Linked DNA regions of Bos taurus: region 1 is linked to region 2. A link is a contact called in public Hi-C data. All regions are on one chromosome and are shown on one strand. The core of a region is the stretch at or near the end of the contact, and the rest is flanking DNA. Distances in the headings are between cores, read along the strand shown.

Region 1 (3,558 bases), core at 681-3,180, 140 kb after region 2:
CAAGGATGATTCCCAGTTTAGTTAACAATGACTGTCAAAAACACTCAAAACAGTAATGATGTGATCAGTAACTACAAAAGCTTACTTTTGGCAAAGGACTACGAAAGGGTAGATGACAAACTGTGCCTCATCAAGAAAATCTGAGATCTTGATTTAATTATCAGACTGATTAGAAACAAACTTATTTTTTATTTACATAATATAAAAAAATTCACCCCACAATTCAGAACCTTAATTACATGCCAATATTTTCACCTAAAAGAGTAAATTCAACCAGCATATTCAAATTTAGAATAAAATAATTAAAATATCAAAATGGAACGAGTACATCAAACAAATGTGAACTCTTCCCCCCACACCCATACAGAGTGGAGGTTTCAGTTGGCAAGGATTCCCAACTCCTGTTTAAGATGTCACCTTGCCTCCTGGACACACCCATCGCCTGTAACCACTTGGCAGAAGGAACCACAAAATAAGTATTGCAAATTACCTCGCTCATGAGACTTTTTCTTAACAGGAAAGAACAAGAGTTCCGGTCTCAAGTGACAGGAAAATGCTTTAAAAAAATCCCGTCCCCCAATATACTCTTCTATCACCATAGTCTTTGACAATCATTAATGTACAAATGAATTAAACCTCACTTAAAAGATGACCTGGCATTTTCGCTACGGAAATAGGGAGTTATTTTCAAGGGTGTTGGTGCGGGGCAATAGTGTTAATGGATCTTAAACATTTCAACGTGCACGTGAGCACTCAAAAGAGGACTGTGGCCCCTGTTAAAGGCATCCTTCCGATTGTTACTAGAGGGTAAGATCGACTTTGGCATCAGAACGGGAGTCATCCCGGAGCGGGCTTTCGGTGAGTGAATAGAAAAACGCCTTTCAAAAGCCAGCTGGAGTCTCTGGCTTTCTCTAACGAGATGCGCAGTGCGAGGCTGCGCCTGACTTCAGATATAGTCATTTCCTTCAATGACAAAACCACTTGAATTTTTTTTAGAATTATTTAGCCTGGGAAGTGGAATTAGGCCTCAAGGCCCATATGTAGCAAAAAGATCAGTATTCACCGAGCTTCCTCCTCGCCGCCGGGGGTGGGGGATGGGAATCGGACGAGGCTGCCCTCCCCAAACTTTGCCCGACCGGACGACCCCGCAGCGCCGCGGGACGCCCAGACCTCCGCAGTCCCGCAGGTGCCAGCGCAGCAGCTGGGGCTCGAGCCGGGTCTGGCAAGCGACGGCCGCGGTCCCGAGCCCGCCCCGCCCCCGGCCGCTCCCCGCGGACTCGGCCCACTCAGCTAGTCCGCCCGCCCGCTCGCGCGCCCCCAGCTCCCTCCCGGCCCAGCACGCGGGGGCTGCGGGCTAACGGCGGCGCGGGCGCTCGCCCCGGGCCTCGCGCGCTCCCGCCCGCCCCCACGGCGCATGGCGGCCGCGCGCGGACAAAGGCGCTTCCTGGCGCCCGCACCAACCGTCCGTTGGGCTTTTGAATACGGCCCCTGGCTGACCTTTTGAGATGCCCGACCCAAGGCTTCTGCGCTCCCGCTCCTCCCGCCCTTCCACCCTCGCCTAACCCAGCTGCCCCCGCCCCGGCTCCATCCTCATCCAGCCTCTGAGGAGCTCCAAGGTCCCGGGGGCGCTGCGCCTGGCCCCCAGTACACCACGGGACACCTCCCTGAGGAGAGTGGGGGTGGGGGAGCACCTGCGACACAACCGCCGTGGACACCCCCAGCCTCTGGCGCACCATCCCCCTGGCGAAGACCACTCCTAGAGAGTGTGAGAAAGGCTAGTTCCCTTTCGTCCATTCGCTTCAGCCTCTTACCCCCTACAGGCCGAGCGCCCGCAGCTTAGCGACGCACTCACCATGCTGCAAGCGCTACCGGTCTCCGGGACGCAATCACACAACCACTCAGCTCGCTCGCTCCACTCGGACTAATTCTCCCCCTCCGCCCCCAGCGCCTCATAAACACCTCCCTCCGCCAGATCCCTCCGCCACACTTCAGATAACGGAACATCATAAACGAGTCCCGGCCAACCCCCTCCCCTCCAACGCCTCTCGAGACCCTTTTATCCACAATTATGTGATAGACGATGCAAAAGATAAAGGGAAGGGGACGAACGGATGACGTAACTGTGTTTCACTCCCTAGCGAGCCGTTGAAGAGCCGGTGGAGTGGCGCCTGAGAGGCGCTACTTTGCGGCGCGGAAGAGCATCGTAGTAACGACACGAAGCGCGATGATCGTTGAGCCCTCCTCTGATTGGCTGGTTCGTACCTGCAATGCGTCACTGGGGCTCGCAGCCGCTGCCGGGACGCGGTGCAGCTTCTGCCGTTGCGGCTCGGGCCGCGCTGTCCTGGCAACTGCGGTTGGCTGGAAAGCTTTCCTCCTCCACCCATCCTTCCTTGCTACATTTGCACGAACGCTTTCCCGCCCCGGTGTAGGGGGTCTACGAAAGTAGCGATTAAGAATGAAGCTGAAAGACCCAGTGAAACCCGTACCCCGCGCTCTTCATCTCAGCCTCGTTTATCCGCCTTATGGAGGCCACACGTTTACCATGTAACTCCCCCACAAAGCGAAAAGTGAAAATCACACAGTCGTGCCCGACTCTTTGTGACCCCATGGAATTCTCCAGGCCAGAATACAGGTATCTTTTTCCTTCCCCAGAGGATCTTCCCAGCCCAAGGACCGAACCCACGTCTCCGGCATTGCAGGCAGATTCTTTACCAGCTGAGCACACAAAGCCCATGAAAATCTTCGTAAAGGCGAATGCAGCTGTTTACCTGACTAATCCTAAAGAAACTTCCGTTGATACTTCCCCTTTCGTGGCTCAGACCGTAAAGCGTCTGCCTATAATGTGGGAGACCCGGGTTCAATCCCTGGGTCGGGAAGATCTCCTGGAGAAGGGAATGGCAACCCACTCCAGTATTCTTGGGCTTCCCTGGTGGCTCAGACGTTAAAGCGTCTGCTCGCAATGCGGGAGACCTGAGTTTGATCCCTTGGTTGGGAAGATCCCCTGGAGAAGGAAATGGCAACGCACTCCAGTCATGGACGGAGGAGCCTGGTGGGCTACAGTCCACGGGGTCACAAACAGTTGGACACGACTGAGCGACTTCACTTTGCCTTCATCATGCGGAGGAAAAAACGCAGTATACAAAATTCCAATAGCTCCTTGATACTGTGGAATAATAGGGTTCTGGCTTGGAGTGAGACCTGGGTATGAGTACTGGTTGGGTCACTTTTGTTAGATGTATGACCTTGGATGAGTCATTTAATCTTTAGCCTTATTTGTAAAATGGAGGTTACAATACCTATCTTGAAAGGTTATAAGAATTAGAATCATATAAAGATTAGCATCTAGGTAAAGTGTTGAAGTACCTGGTACAGGGTAGGCACACAGTGGTTACTATAATAAAACCATAGTATTGTGTATATGTGATCATACTGAGTTTCCTAATGAATTTGCCCTTTTGAGTCTTTAATCTCTCAGGTTTAAATGAACATTTTTGAAGCCACATAGAAATTAGCTCTGAAATTGGCATCCTTGTGCACTGTTGGTGGGAATGTAAAACG
Region 2 (3,474 bases), core at 283-2,782:
CAAGCCCATAAATGAGCTATTCATTTATCATCAGTCTCTTAATTCATTCCCCCTGTACTAGTTGGATGCCTGTTGAGAACAGGTAGTTGGTGTTCAGTATCCAGTTCAGTTCTGTCACTCAGCTGTGTCCGACTCTTTGCAACCCCATGGACTGCAGCGCTCCAGGCTTCCCTGTCCATCACCAGCTCCCGGAGCTTGCTCAAACTCATGTCCATTGAGTCGGACAATATCCAGGTACTTGGTATGCCGTGAGCCCTTTGAAAAGACTTAGTCGAGGGAGTCCTGGAGGTCAGATAGCCAGGAAAGGGAAGTGTAACTGTGCCAAGTCAGAACACCGTTGTCTTTCTGGAGGGTCTGGTTAGCTAGAAGGGAGTGAAATCTGAATCCCTTGGTGCCTGCAGGGAGCCCACCTTTTCCATTGCGTGAGTGATGGCCTGAAAAGGCAGGCGTCTTCAGGGCTTTAATTTTCCCCTTGGAGAATGGATGGATTTATTCCACAATAATTTCTTGAGTGCCTCCTGTGTTCCAAGCATTGAGCTGGTACCCAGAAATATGAAGCTTCCCTCACCAACCTCATTAGAAGTTGCAAAGACTGAATGAGATAAAGTGCTTTCCAAAATCCTCCCCACTGCTTGCTGTTGACCAGGGGCCCTGGGGAGCTTGCCACCTCCTTGCATAGCCCACCTGCAGGCCACTCTAAGACAGGTTGTTTCCGTTGACCCATGACTGCACGCACATCTCTTTCTCTCTGCTCCTGACCAGCCAGGGTTTGCTTGAGTTGGAATCCATGGCCTCCTGGCTTGTCTGCATGCAGCCTGATTCTGGGCCAGGGTTTGTTGGAGGCTCCTGATTGGATATTGTTTAAAGTGGCAGCTTTGCTCAGAAAGGTCAATGTGAGAGATTGGAACAAAGAGATCTTTCAAACTGGCCTCTCACGGGGTTCAGAAAAGTCCCAGCTCTACCTGGCATCATCAGTTTAGACCTGCGACAGGATTATTCAGGCTGGTGGGAGAGACCCCAGCTTGTTTCCCATTTCCTGGAGGGGTGAGCTGAGGGAGAGGGGCATTCCTGACATTTCAGAACAGATCAGCATTGGCCAGGAGCCTGGGTCTCTCCCTGTCTAGCTCCGGCCACCGGAACCTTTGTCGGTTTTTCTCTTTATCTGCATTCAATAAAAATTGGAACTTACCCAAAAGATGCCTAAGGGTGATTACTTTGCTAAAAAATTCTTGGAAGCTTATTTAGATGCCCAGTTCCCTTACAGATTTGAAAACAATAAAAATATACAACTTTGGGAGCACAAGATCTTGTTAAAATACAGTGCTTATTCCTAAATTGTGTGTGTATTGGGAGAAACAGGATCCCTGGGAGTCTGCATTTCTCCCAAATCCCCAGGCAATGCCAGTACTGCTGACCTGGGAGTACTTTCTGAGTGTTGATGATATAGAAACTACAGGCAGAGAGAGGACAGTCCTTGCCTTGCAGTGGGAAGAAGGGATCATAGTCCTTGTTGGCTCTGGCCTCCTGGTAGCAGCCTTGGCCAGGCTGCCAGGGAGGAGGCTGGCAGGTAGCCCACAGAGTGGAAAATCACCCACAGGTCCGGGGCACTCCTGGCTTCTTCTGGGCCAAAGGGGCCCTGGGCAGCCCCAGGGTCCAGCCTTCCTCAGCCTGTGGCCCAGCTGCTCCAGCAGAGCTCTCCCGCAGCTGAGTTCCCAGAGCCAGCCGTTTCCTGTCTTCTGAGAATTCATGCGTCTTTTCTCACTCTTCTAATAGTGGTGGCCGTGTGGTTTTCCTCTCAGCTGCCCCTGCTGTCCACCTCTGGGTCCTTCTCCAAGGCAGAGTCCTCAGTGGGCTTGAAGGGCTTCTGCTGCAGACTCTTGCTTTCGGGCTTGGGGCTCCCAGCCTGTCCCTGGGTGTGGTCTGCCTATCAGGGAGTCCTGTTCTTGTGTCCCCTGTGGGCGGGGCTGATGGAAGGAGAAAGATGGACACAAAACTGGAGCAGCCCCTTGGGTACTTCCTCCCCCTCTACTCATTAGCTTCTGAACTTCCGTGCAAAATAATGTGGCAAATTAAAACATAAGTAATGTGACCTTTAGGACCCAGATTAGAAAGGAAAATAGGGAAGATAGCTAATACTCAGTAAGTCTATACCACATGCCTGCTGTCCTCAGGGCTTCACATATATTCGTCTTCCTGACAGCACTGGGAGCAAATGAGGAATCCTCCTGCAGACAGGGAGACTAGAAGTCAGATTGGCTACCTCACTTTCCTAAGATTGCAGATTTAGGATCTGGCTGCAAAGCCAGGGTTTCCATGTCAGGTTGTTCCTCCTGGAACCTGATTGCTTAGCATAGGAGAACTGGAAGGCATTGAGGAATCGACTAAATCAGTGGTTCCCAAACTTGAATGTCATTGGGACCCTCTTGGAGTTTGATAGAACATGGATTGCTGGACTCCACAGCAGAATTTCTGACCCAGCAGATCTGGAGTAGGGATCCTCAGAATTTGCATTTCTAACAAGTTCCCCTGATGCTAATGCCGCTGGTCCCACCTTAATACCTCTAGTGGCACACAAATGGCTGTAAGTGATACACGGACTAAGGTTTTTAAAGTACTTCTGAAAAAAAAAAGTACTTCTGTATGTAATATTTGTTAGCAAAAAAGAAATGCGAAACCTGAAGCCAAACAACTTGTACACCAAATCCATGATTTCAGGTATGTTTGATGAAGGTGGGATGTCTACTGAAGTAAAAAGAAAGAAGATATTAAGAAAAGTATTGCACAAAGCAGTAACACTAATGGTGTACAGCTAGTAGCCAAAAGTGTGGATGTGGCATGTAGATGATAGGAGTCTGGGAGATGCTGTTTGAAACTGAAGGTGTGACTTTATAGAGGAGGGGGGCTGTGCGCAGTCCCCTGAAGGTGAACTCTGCCTTCAGTAGCAGCCCCCAGACAAGAAGTCTCTAAGGAGCCTGTGGTGCCCTGTGCTTCATGCCCTTCCTGGCTCTTCAGAAGCTCTGGACAGACTAGGGAAGATTGCTGTGATTCTTATTCTATCTCCCAGGTCTTAGTCTCCATTGTCAATCTTACAAACGGGGATCAAAATTTATAATGTTGCTTGCTTGCTTGTCAGAAACCAGAGGTTTCCGGAAGGCAAGGAATTGAGCTTCTGTCCTTTTATGGCTCCAAGCTCAAAGTCCCCAGGAATCTGTTTCATGCATAAAAGCTGCAGGAGGGACTCATGTGACTTCCCGAGTGGTCACCTTTGGCTTTTTATCCTCTTTCATTTCTAAATTTGCTTCCCTGGCAGCTACTGATTTTCCTTGTGATCTAGAGAACCCCCCAGAACAAGTGAGGGCATTTGCTGAGCACATGCTGTATGCCCAGGCTGAGCTTCAGGAACAAGACAGGAACCCTGCCCTCAGGGGGTGCAAAGTGCGAAAGGGGGTCAGCCTGTAAATGGGAAATGACCGC

The links. A called contact is a pair of places that touch in the nucleus more often than the background predicts.
Region 1: a Hi-C map of an unstated tissue shows a contact between it and region 2, with 5 times the contacts expected there. The contact joins the promoter of CALM2 here to the enhancer-like site in region 2. A contact is called at or near these places in 2 of 11 Hi-C or Micro-C datasets (skin fibroblasts and an unstated tissue).

The regions. Positions count from the first base shown.
Region 1 is chr11:29,592,384-29,595,941 of ARS-UCD2.0, forward strand. It overlaps CALM2 (calmodulin 2), which reads right to left and starts at 1,931. Exons shown (of 6, transcript NM_001242587.1): 1 at 1,853-1,931. The coding sequence starts at 1,855. LOC132346567 (a long non-coding RNA gene) reads left to right here and starts at 2,015. Exons shown (of 6, transcript XR_009496415.1): 1 at 2,015-2,632.
Region 2 is chr11:29,447,974-29,451,447 of ARS-UCD2.0, forward strand. All of the region lies in intron 5 of TTC7A (tetratricopeptide repeat domain 7A), which reads left to right. Among named protein-coding and RNA genes, the nearest start is that of TTC7A, 45 kb to the left of the region's middle. Within about 2 kb of position 1,533, at least 12 of the 102 cell types and tissues checked have an H3K27ac peak or open chromatin away from gene starts, as enhancers often do.